Regions from separate parts of the Gossypium hirsutum genome. Here all the other regions are linked to region 1. A link is a contact called in public Hi-C data. All regions are on one chromosome and are shown on one strand. The core of a region is the stretch at or near the end of the contact, and the rest is flanking DNA. Distances in the headings are between cores, read along the strand shown.

Region 1 (2,713 bases), core at 35-2,534:
GTTTTATATGCATAATCATTTGGTTTAAACCTCATTATGGATAATTTTTTATTTTCTATAAATAAATTTTGCATGTTAAAAATAAAAATGTATAAAATAAATTAAAATAAACTTTGATTTGAGTAGTAAATTTAAGATTTTATTAATTCAGGTATGGGTTCAAATCCCACCATATACATATTTTTATTGATTTTTGTTAAAAAATAAAAAGACTAAAATACCCTCGAATAATATATTTTTTATCAACGAATAATATAACTTAATTTAATCATAGAAAAATATTTTTGTAATTTTCCTAACCGAGTAGGTGCTCAGTTGACTCATGACACTAACTCATTAAAAAGTTTAAATAGAAATATAGATATACAATTGACGAAAAAATAAATTGTACATATTAAAATAAAAATTTGGTTAAATGGTAAATTTAATATTTGACTAATTCAATTGGTGTAGGTTCTAATCCCAATATATGCAATTTTTTATTGATTTTTGTTAAAATAAAAAAGATTAAAATACCCTCAAATTATAAATAATTAAGGATAGACATTTCTATAATTTCTCTAACTGAATTGATGCCAATTAACTCGTATCACCAATTCAATTATTAAATAATAGTATAGATAGATAGATTTAATTGCACTAACCTATTCCTCCCAACCAAAACATCATGCACCGGTTAGTATATGAACAATATTAAAAATGTAAAATTTCTAACTTTTTACTATTATGATATTATATGATAAAGCCTTTTCTATCACAACATTGTGATGCATAAATATTTTATATTTAAACTTTATTTAATATTATTTATTTGACATTTTTAAATATTTTATATACATATATTAAATATATTTTAAAAATTATCGATAAATTCAAAATGATATAACAAATTAATTAGGGTAAGTTTGGATAGACAATATGTTTACCTGCGATTAATGTAAAAATAGTGGTGACTGTGAGATTAGATACTGTAACGATACTATAGCATGAGACAAAAAGTAAGCTAAATACACCGCACCATACCACACCCAATCAACCATCCAAACCTACCCATACTATTTATACATACCAATTCTAATAAGAAAACAATGCATCTACTAATACAAATTTTTTTATGAACCAATAAATAATTTTTAATTACAAATTAAGATTTATGAACCAATAAAAAAATTAATTTAATATTTGTAAATAAATCATGCAATTTATTATAATTAAGTCTTTACTCAACAAAAATAAATTTATGCATTATAAACAACTTTTCTTAAAAAAATAATAACAAAAAAGAAGAGAAAAGGGACATGTTTTTAATATTAGAAAACGTTGAAAGTGGGAAAGGTGCAAACTTTTCCCCATAAAAACCGTCTAAAGTTTACACCAAATAAGTCTTCTTTAATTTTGCTCAAAACGCTGAACACTTGAAAAAGTTGGAAATTTCCATTTCCATTTCCCTATCCAAATCTCCATCTCTTTCCTCAATATATTCCTCCAAAAAACCAACCAATTTTCATGCAAAAACACAGTAAACCAAATTCCCACTAAAAGAAAAAATCTCCAGTTAAGTGCTTATTGATGGCGATAAAGTGCATTGCCAGGTTAAGGTCACGCCGGGTGGTTCAAGACCAACTGCAAACTCCCAATGAAGTGGAGGCTGAGGGTGGCTGCTGTTGGGCTAACCTGCCTCAAGAATTATTATGGGAAGTTCTTTTAAGGATTGAAGAATCCGAAAGTATTTGGCCTCAAAGGAAATATGTGGTGGCTTGTGCTGGTGTTTGCAGGTGTTGGAGGTTTATTATTCAACAGATTGTTAAACTTCCTCAACTTTCTGGGAAATTGACTTTCCCCATCTCTGTTAAACAGGTTCGGTTCCTAGTTTCTTATTTTCTGGGTATTTTTATTTTCATTCAAGGGTTGGAAAGGTGGTCTCTTCCCATGTTTTCTGAGGATTTTATCTTCTTGGGGATCTTGAATTGAAAATTGTGTGCCTGTTGATCTGATTTTTGGAGATACGAAGGTCCCAATGGATATGCCTTTGAGTTCCATAGATTAGGAAACTTGACTAAGGATCTTGTCCATTTGCTTATAGAGATGTATGTTTTGGTGAGTTTTTTTTTCTTTTTTTTCGGGGGGAGGGGGGGTGAGATTTGGATCTAGCATGTGTTTTGAACCATTTGTGTCTACCATGTATTCGACCACTAGACAAGGCAAGTTCACATTATCAGTAAAGTGTTTTGGGACCATCATGGTTCTCTCTAATCATTGTTTCCTTTATGCAATAGCTTAATAGATAGACTTCCACTTGAAGAGTGGTTCAAGTTTTGGGACCACTTTTAGCTTTTTCAACTAGTGTTGAGCTAACACTAATCATTAGCTAGCTGCCACCACTATCCCCATGTCTGCAAGCAAGCTCCTTTCTTCAACTACTATTATACTCTTTACATTCGGTTAAAAGCTATGGAATTATATTGCTCGGATTGAGGTGCGAGTGTTAAGTGTATGCCCCCGAAACCGTGTCAAGTTATGTGTTGTATATAGAAGCTAAGTAGCTTTAGTTTGTGTTTCTATTTATCGATTTATTTCGAATTTCATTAACTTACGAATCTAATTTGCAGCCTGGTCCAAAGGATTCTCTCCTACAGTGCTTCATAAAGAGAAACCGATCTACCCAAACATATTACCTTTACCTTGGTTTAACTAATTGTGAGTTTTTCTTCTT
Region 2 (2,803 bases), core at 123-2,622, 130 kb before region 1:
TTGAAAATTAGCAGCTTAATTAAATTAATTTTAATAAATTCCACCCCATCCATGCATGTATCTTAGCGGAGACTATTACAGAGATGGTTGATTGTATAATGTAAAATCAAATTAGTACAAAGAACAAGGGACAAAACTTGATTCAAATGGAGTGGTGGTTAAATTTCTTGCCAAACACCCATGTATCATGGGTTCAAATAATGTTATCCACATCTTCTACTTCGAATATTATATATAAAAAATTGGATAAAATCCATATATAACATATACACAAAATGAAATAATTAAAGGTCCACACGTGTATAATAATTCAAATTTAAATAATTGTTTAAATGTATAATTTCTTATATTAGTAATATTTTTTTTGGTAAAATCATTTTTTCTTGGGTACCAGTTAAATCTTATATTAATAATATTTAAATGTATAATTTATTATGTTCATTATTTTTCAAAATGATCGTGTACGAGACTGTAGGGTTTTAACTTTTCAATACTATCATGAGGTGGGAAACAAACTTTTTAGAGTAATTTAAACTTTCCTCAATTCAAACGAAAAAACTAAAATAAATGAAAAAGAAACCCCTTACATGAGAAAAAAAAAGATTATTTCAAATTTTAAAAAAATTATTCTCACTTTTTTTAATTAAATTTGACCTTTTAATTTTTTAAAATAATTAAATTTGACCATCAACCTGTTAAAAAGAATTAAATTATTGTTTCCTAATAGAAATATTAATTAAAATATTAAATTTTTAAATATAGTAGTTCGAATAATAATCTACATGTAGTTCATACTAATTTTTAAATTTTTATAAAAATTTTTATATTTTTTAAAATTTAAATAATTTTTATTTTTATATTTTAAAATTATTTGTTGATATGGCATATAAGACAAATAATATTATGTCAACATGATAATATATATGGAGTGGTATACGGGTTCTTATACCAACATTATTAAAAAATTAACAATATAGTCAATATGTACATTAAAAAAATAATTTAACTCTTTTTTAAAAAGTTAAATATTAAATTTAACTTAAAAAGAAAATAAAGAGTAAATTAATAAAATATATAAATATTAAAAGCGGGGTTTAACATTATTCCTATAAAAATTAAGCACAGTTGAAATTGATTAGCCAAAATATAAGGATTTGCCGAAGTCACGGGCTGTAAAGGAAGAATCATCAGCTAACGAACATGTCACACCAAAAAACAAAAAATCACTCATCTTTTTTCTGTTCTCTTCTTTTCTACATTGCCAACCTGTATTTTCTCACCACTGACGCCTTGTAATTTGCCACGTTACAATTTGGGTCCCAATAGAGATACCCTTAGTCTTTCCTTTTTAAGGGACTCCATCATCACTCCCTACTCCCTCTTACCTAAAGCCTCACTCCTTTTTCTCCTACCTTTCCTTTTTGCTTTTCTTCACTACAACCCCTTCTTCATTTACCCACATATTATATATAACATTTGACACTCAACCTTGATTTCTTCATCATTAGGAAATGGCCTCCTTTTGCTTTCTCTTACTACCCATCATGATCATGTATTTCATTGCTTCATCACCTTTGCCATCTTTAGCTTCTCGGCTGAGTTCAGATACCCCAACGATATCAGCATCACCAGTATCAGTGTCGGATCCTCCATTGTCCCCTTTCCAACCATTATCACCTGATATTGCTCCTTTGTTGCCATCTCCTGGTGGAGTGGTGCCTACTACTGGCTCATCGATGCCCACCATCCCTTCCACCCCAAGTCCCCCTAACCCCGACGATTTCATCGCCCCCGGTCCAACCTCCGCGTTCGAACCGTTCGGACCATTGCCGGTTTCTTCTTCATCTCCAATATTTTTGCTTTCGTCTCTACACTTGACAACTTTTTCGGTTCTGGTAGTACCTTACTGCTTACTGCACCTACTGTAAATTCATTTGTTGATTGTAATACTTTACTCTTTAATTTGCTCATCTTCCTTCATTTATTATTATTTTTTGTTTCAACTGCCATGGTGCATCATTATAATGTATCTAGCTAGCTACTGTAATAAAATCCGAACTACAGTGTATGATTGAGAATCATGAATCATGTGTTGTTCTTCGCTATTAAAGCTATCATGGCTTTTAAAATCCTTTAGTGAAAACTTTGAATTTTAAAATTTGGATTTAAATTTTAAGAATGGTGTGAATTGAGTACTATTTATTTTTATGCTTTACATAATAAATTAATCTCAATCTAAATCTAAATTTTAAACATTTATTTTCAAGTATTACATCAAATTTTAAAGAGAATGATATAGGAAAAATAGGGATGTTTATAATTCAATTAAAATTGAATTAATCAACTAAATTAATTTAATTCGGTTAATTAATCGGAGGTCGATTAATAATTTTTTAAAATTTTAATTATTAGTTAATCCAGTTCGAAATTGAGTAATTAATTAAATTAAACAATTAACTGAATAAATAATATAAATTATATATAATTTTTAACTATTTGTTTGGTTGTTAACTTTTAAGATTTATGTAGTGTTTTTAATGTCTTATTTGTTATTTTCATTTCTATTTAATTTTTTTAAAACTATTAAAAAAGAAAATGAATATTAGCAATGTTTTTTTATATATTTTATACTTATTTTAATCAAAAAATAAAAAATATATAAATTTTAGTTAAGAGCAATTCGGTTTGGGTATTAATCGAACTTACCATTTGAACACCCTAAGTAAAAGTATCATAGAAGTCCTTATAGTAGGAGTGAGATTACATTTTATACACTTTACTCAGAAAGAGATAAATTTATTAT
Region 3 (2,762 bases), core at 151-2,650, 230 kb after region 1:
ATTAGGCCCAGGGATTGCTTCTGGAACTAACAATGGATATCTGAACTTGTAAAACCTCATGAATGGCTCCTCGTTGAAGCACCCCCAGCCCGTCTAAATCGTCTTTTGACGATGCAAGATCTTCTAGAGAGAGACATCGAAAATGGAATTCATCCCGCATACGGAATCCATAGAACCATCTGCCGAGCTTCCACCATTTGATACAAATTTGGCGGTTTTTAATGTTGCTACTCTTGAGCGCTTCCATGACATCCGAAGCCTGCTTGGTATCATTCATAATTTTTTTAGTTCTAACATGTGTAGCATTAACATATCTAGAAATACAGATTCAAAATCTATAGAGAAACCATTATCTAAAAGCAGCCACGCTGGTTTAGCTTTCAGCTGCGCTTGTGACCATCTAAGAACACTAATTCCACGATGTAAACAAAACAAGCATACAAGAAAAAAATGCATGAAAAATACATAAAGCATGAAAAGTTACCGGCACTTTAAGGATGTTAAGGCAGTAATGAAGTCCAACCAGGTTAAGCAAAACATTCAGCTTTGGTTTGAGCAGCAACATTTGAACATCTTTAAACCCGAACCCCATCAATTTCTGGCATTCAATCGCTTTCAGATAGTCGTTGACCTGGATTGATTCGGATTGCAAACAATTTTCTACAAATTTAATAACCGAATCAGCTTGATCCTTCATCTCCTTGTGCTGCTTTATGTAAAATCCCCTCCAACCCTAGCATCATTTTTAATTTTTTTTTCTCAACAATTTTCATATCAATACAAACAATTGAATTTGCCTAACATATTTAATTACATTTATTTACTTCAACACTAACAGTTTCAACTTGAATGATAAACCGCAAAAGAACTCGAAACACCCATTGCAATTAAGCCAAAACCAACAATTCCAAAGCTAAATTACCATAAATAAAACTTAAAAAAAAAACACCTTGAAGTCGGGGACTTTCAAGACATCTTCATATAAAAGAGGCCATCTTTGTTTAAATAAGGGTTCCCATAAACAATCGGAGCCCCATAAATCCCTCCACACCCGAGAACAACAACTCAAGCAGGAAAGATCAGTCACCTAAAAACCAGACGACCCGGAAACCATGTTTAGATTCCACCGATACCCAGAAAGAAGAAAAGAAAGGATGGAAATGAAGAGGAAGCAAATTACCTCAAGGGAAGAAGCAATTTTGAGAGCTACATCGTTTGGGATTGAACTGTATGTATAATCAGATTCATTCATGGTTTTTTTGTTATCGGCTAAAACTGAAAAATAAAAATTAATGATTGATAAAATAATTTTATTTTTGGTATGGGAATTTGTTTTCTTCTTCAAGTGAATATTGAAGTTAAGAATCAGATAGTTATACCTATTATTGACTCCTATAATAACAATATGAATGAAACAGCGTCGTTTCAGCTTTCAACTACAAGATTTGTCCCTGGGCTCAAATGGTCTTTTTGGGCCTAATATTTATAACACTACATATACATATATAAAAAGGCCTTTTCATTTCTTGGCCACAGACAGCCCATTGGGCCCAGGGACTAAGAAAGAAAGTTTGAAAAGTTAGGGGGATGAAATTAATATTTATCACTATCTATGGAGAAAACGAGCAATTCTATATAATTCTTTTATCAGCTGGGGCTATCATCAATGTTATCCACCACCAATCTTCATTAGATTTTTCTTTTAGCTGGAGGAACTTTACTGGCCATGGAAACCTCCAATCTTGTTCATCATTCACCTCAAATGTTCCCACATTTTCTTTCCCTTTCTGTCTTTAATTTTGAGTGACAAAGACCAGTTTCCCCAGATTTCTCTTCTTAGGTAAAAGAAAATGTCACTTTGTTTATCTTTCAATGCCTTCACTGTTCACTCACCAAAGTCCCGAACTCACAAAACACGTTTCAGTTCTCAGTTCATCAATCAAATCCAGGTAAAACCAGCTAGTTTTACTTCAAAATCAATACCCTTTAATGTAGAAAGGTTTAAACTTGTTAAAGCTTTAGCAACAAAGCCTGTTGAAACAGCTGTATCAGCTTCATTTAGAAACAAGAACCCAAAAGACATCAATGTTTTGGTGGTGGGTTCTACCGGTTATATGGGGAAATTTGTGGTGAAAGAGTTGGTCAATAGAGGGTTTAATGTTATAGCCATTGCTAGGGAAAGAAGTGGGATTAGAGGCAAAAACAGCAAGGAAGATACTTTGAGTGATTTAAATGGAGCTAATGTATGTTTCTCTGATGTCACCAATTTCGACATTTTGGAGAATTCTGTGAAAAATTTAGGGTTTCCCATTGATGTTGTTGTCTCTTGTCTTGCTAGCCGTACTGGTGGTGTTAAGGATTCATGGAAAATTGATTACGAAGCTACAAAGAACAGCCTTGTCGCTGGTAAGAAATTTGGGGCTTCACATTTTGTGTTGCTATCTGCCATTTGTGTCCAAAAACCCCTCCTCGAATTCCAGCGAGCTAAGCTGAAATTTGAGGCCGAATTGATGAAAGAAGCCGAAGGAGATGACGGGTTTACTTACAGTATTGTTAGGCCAACTGCATTCTTTAAGAGTTTAGGGGGTCAAGTTGACTTAGTGAAAGATGGAAAGCCTTATGTGATGTTTGGTGATGGCAAATTATGTGCTTGTAAGCCAATTAGTGAACAAGATTTGGCTTCCTTCATTTCAGATTGTGTTTTGAAAGAGGATAAGATTAATCAGATTTTGCCGATAGGCGGTCCGGGGAAGGCATTGACA

Evidence for each region. A called contact is a pair of places that touch in the nucleus more often than the background predicts.
Region 2: a contact with region 1 is called in a Hi-C map of leaf, with 1.6 times the contacts expected there. The contact joins the promoter of LOC107896131 here to the promoter of LOC107897544 in region 1. A contact is called at or near these places in 5 of 34 Hi-C or Micro-C datasets (callus and leaf).
Region 3: a Hi-C map of leaf shows a contact between it and region 1, with 2.6 times the contacts expected there. The contact joins the promoter of LOC107897549 here to the promoter of LOC107897544 in region 1. A contact is called at or near these places in 12 of 34 Hi-C or Micro-C datasets (anther, callus, hypocotyl and 2 more).

What each region holds. Positions count from the first base shown.
Region 1 is chrA10:22,331,977-22,334,689 of Gossypium_hirsutum_v2.1, reverse strand. It overlaps LOC107897544 (tubby-like F-box protein 3), which reads left to right and starts at 1,284. Exons shown (of 5, transcript XM_016823032.2): 1 at 1,284-1,857; 2 at 2,610-2,697. The coding sequence starts at 1,570.
Region 2 is chrA10:22,462,638-22,465,440 of Gossypium_hirsutum_v2.1, reverse strand. LOC107896131 (classical arabinogalactan protein 25) reads left to right here and starts at 1,372. Exons shown (of 1, transcript XM_016821260.2): 1 at 1,372-2,081. The coding sequence starts at 1,512. The coding sequence ends at 1,928.
Region 3 is chrA10:22,101,710-22,104,471 of Gossypium_hirsutum_v2.1, reverse strand. It overlaps LOC107897549, which reads right to left and starts at 1,400. Exons shown (of 4, transcript XM_016823036.2): 1 at 1,181-1,400; 2 at 950-1,087; 3 at 485-733; 4 at 1-259. The coding sequence starts at 1,252. The coding sequence ends at 2. LOC107895769 (divinyl chlorophyllide a 8-vinyl-reductase, chloroplastic) reads left to right here and starts at 1,629. Exons shown (of 1, transcript XM_041078985.1): 1 at 1,629-2,762. The coding sequence starts at 1,851.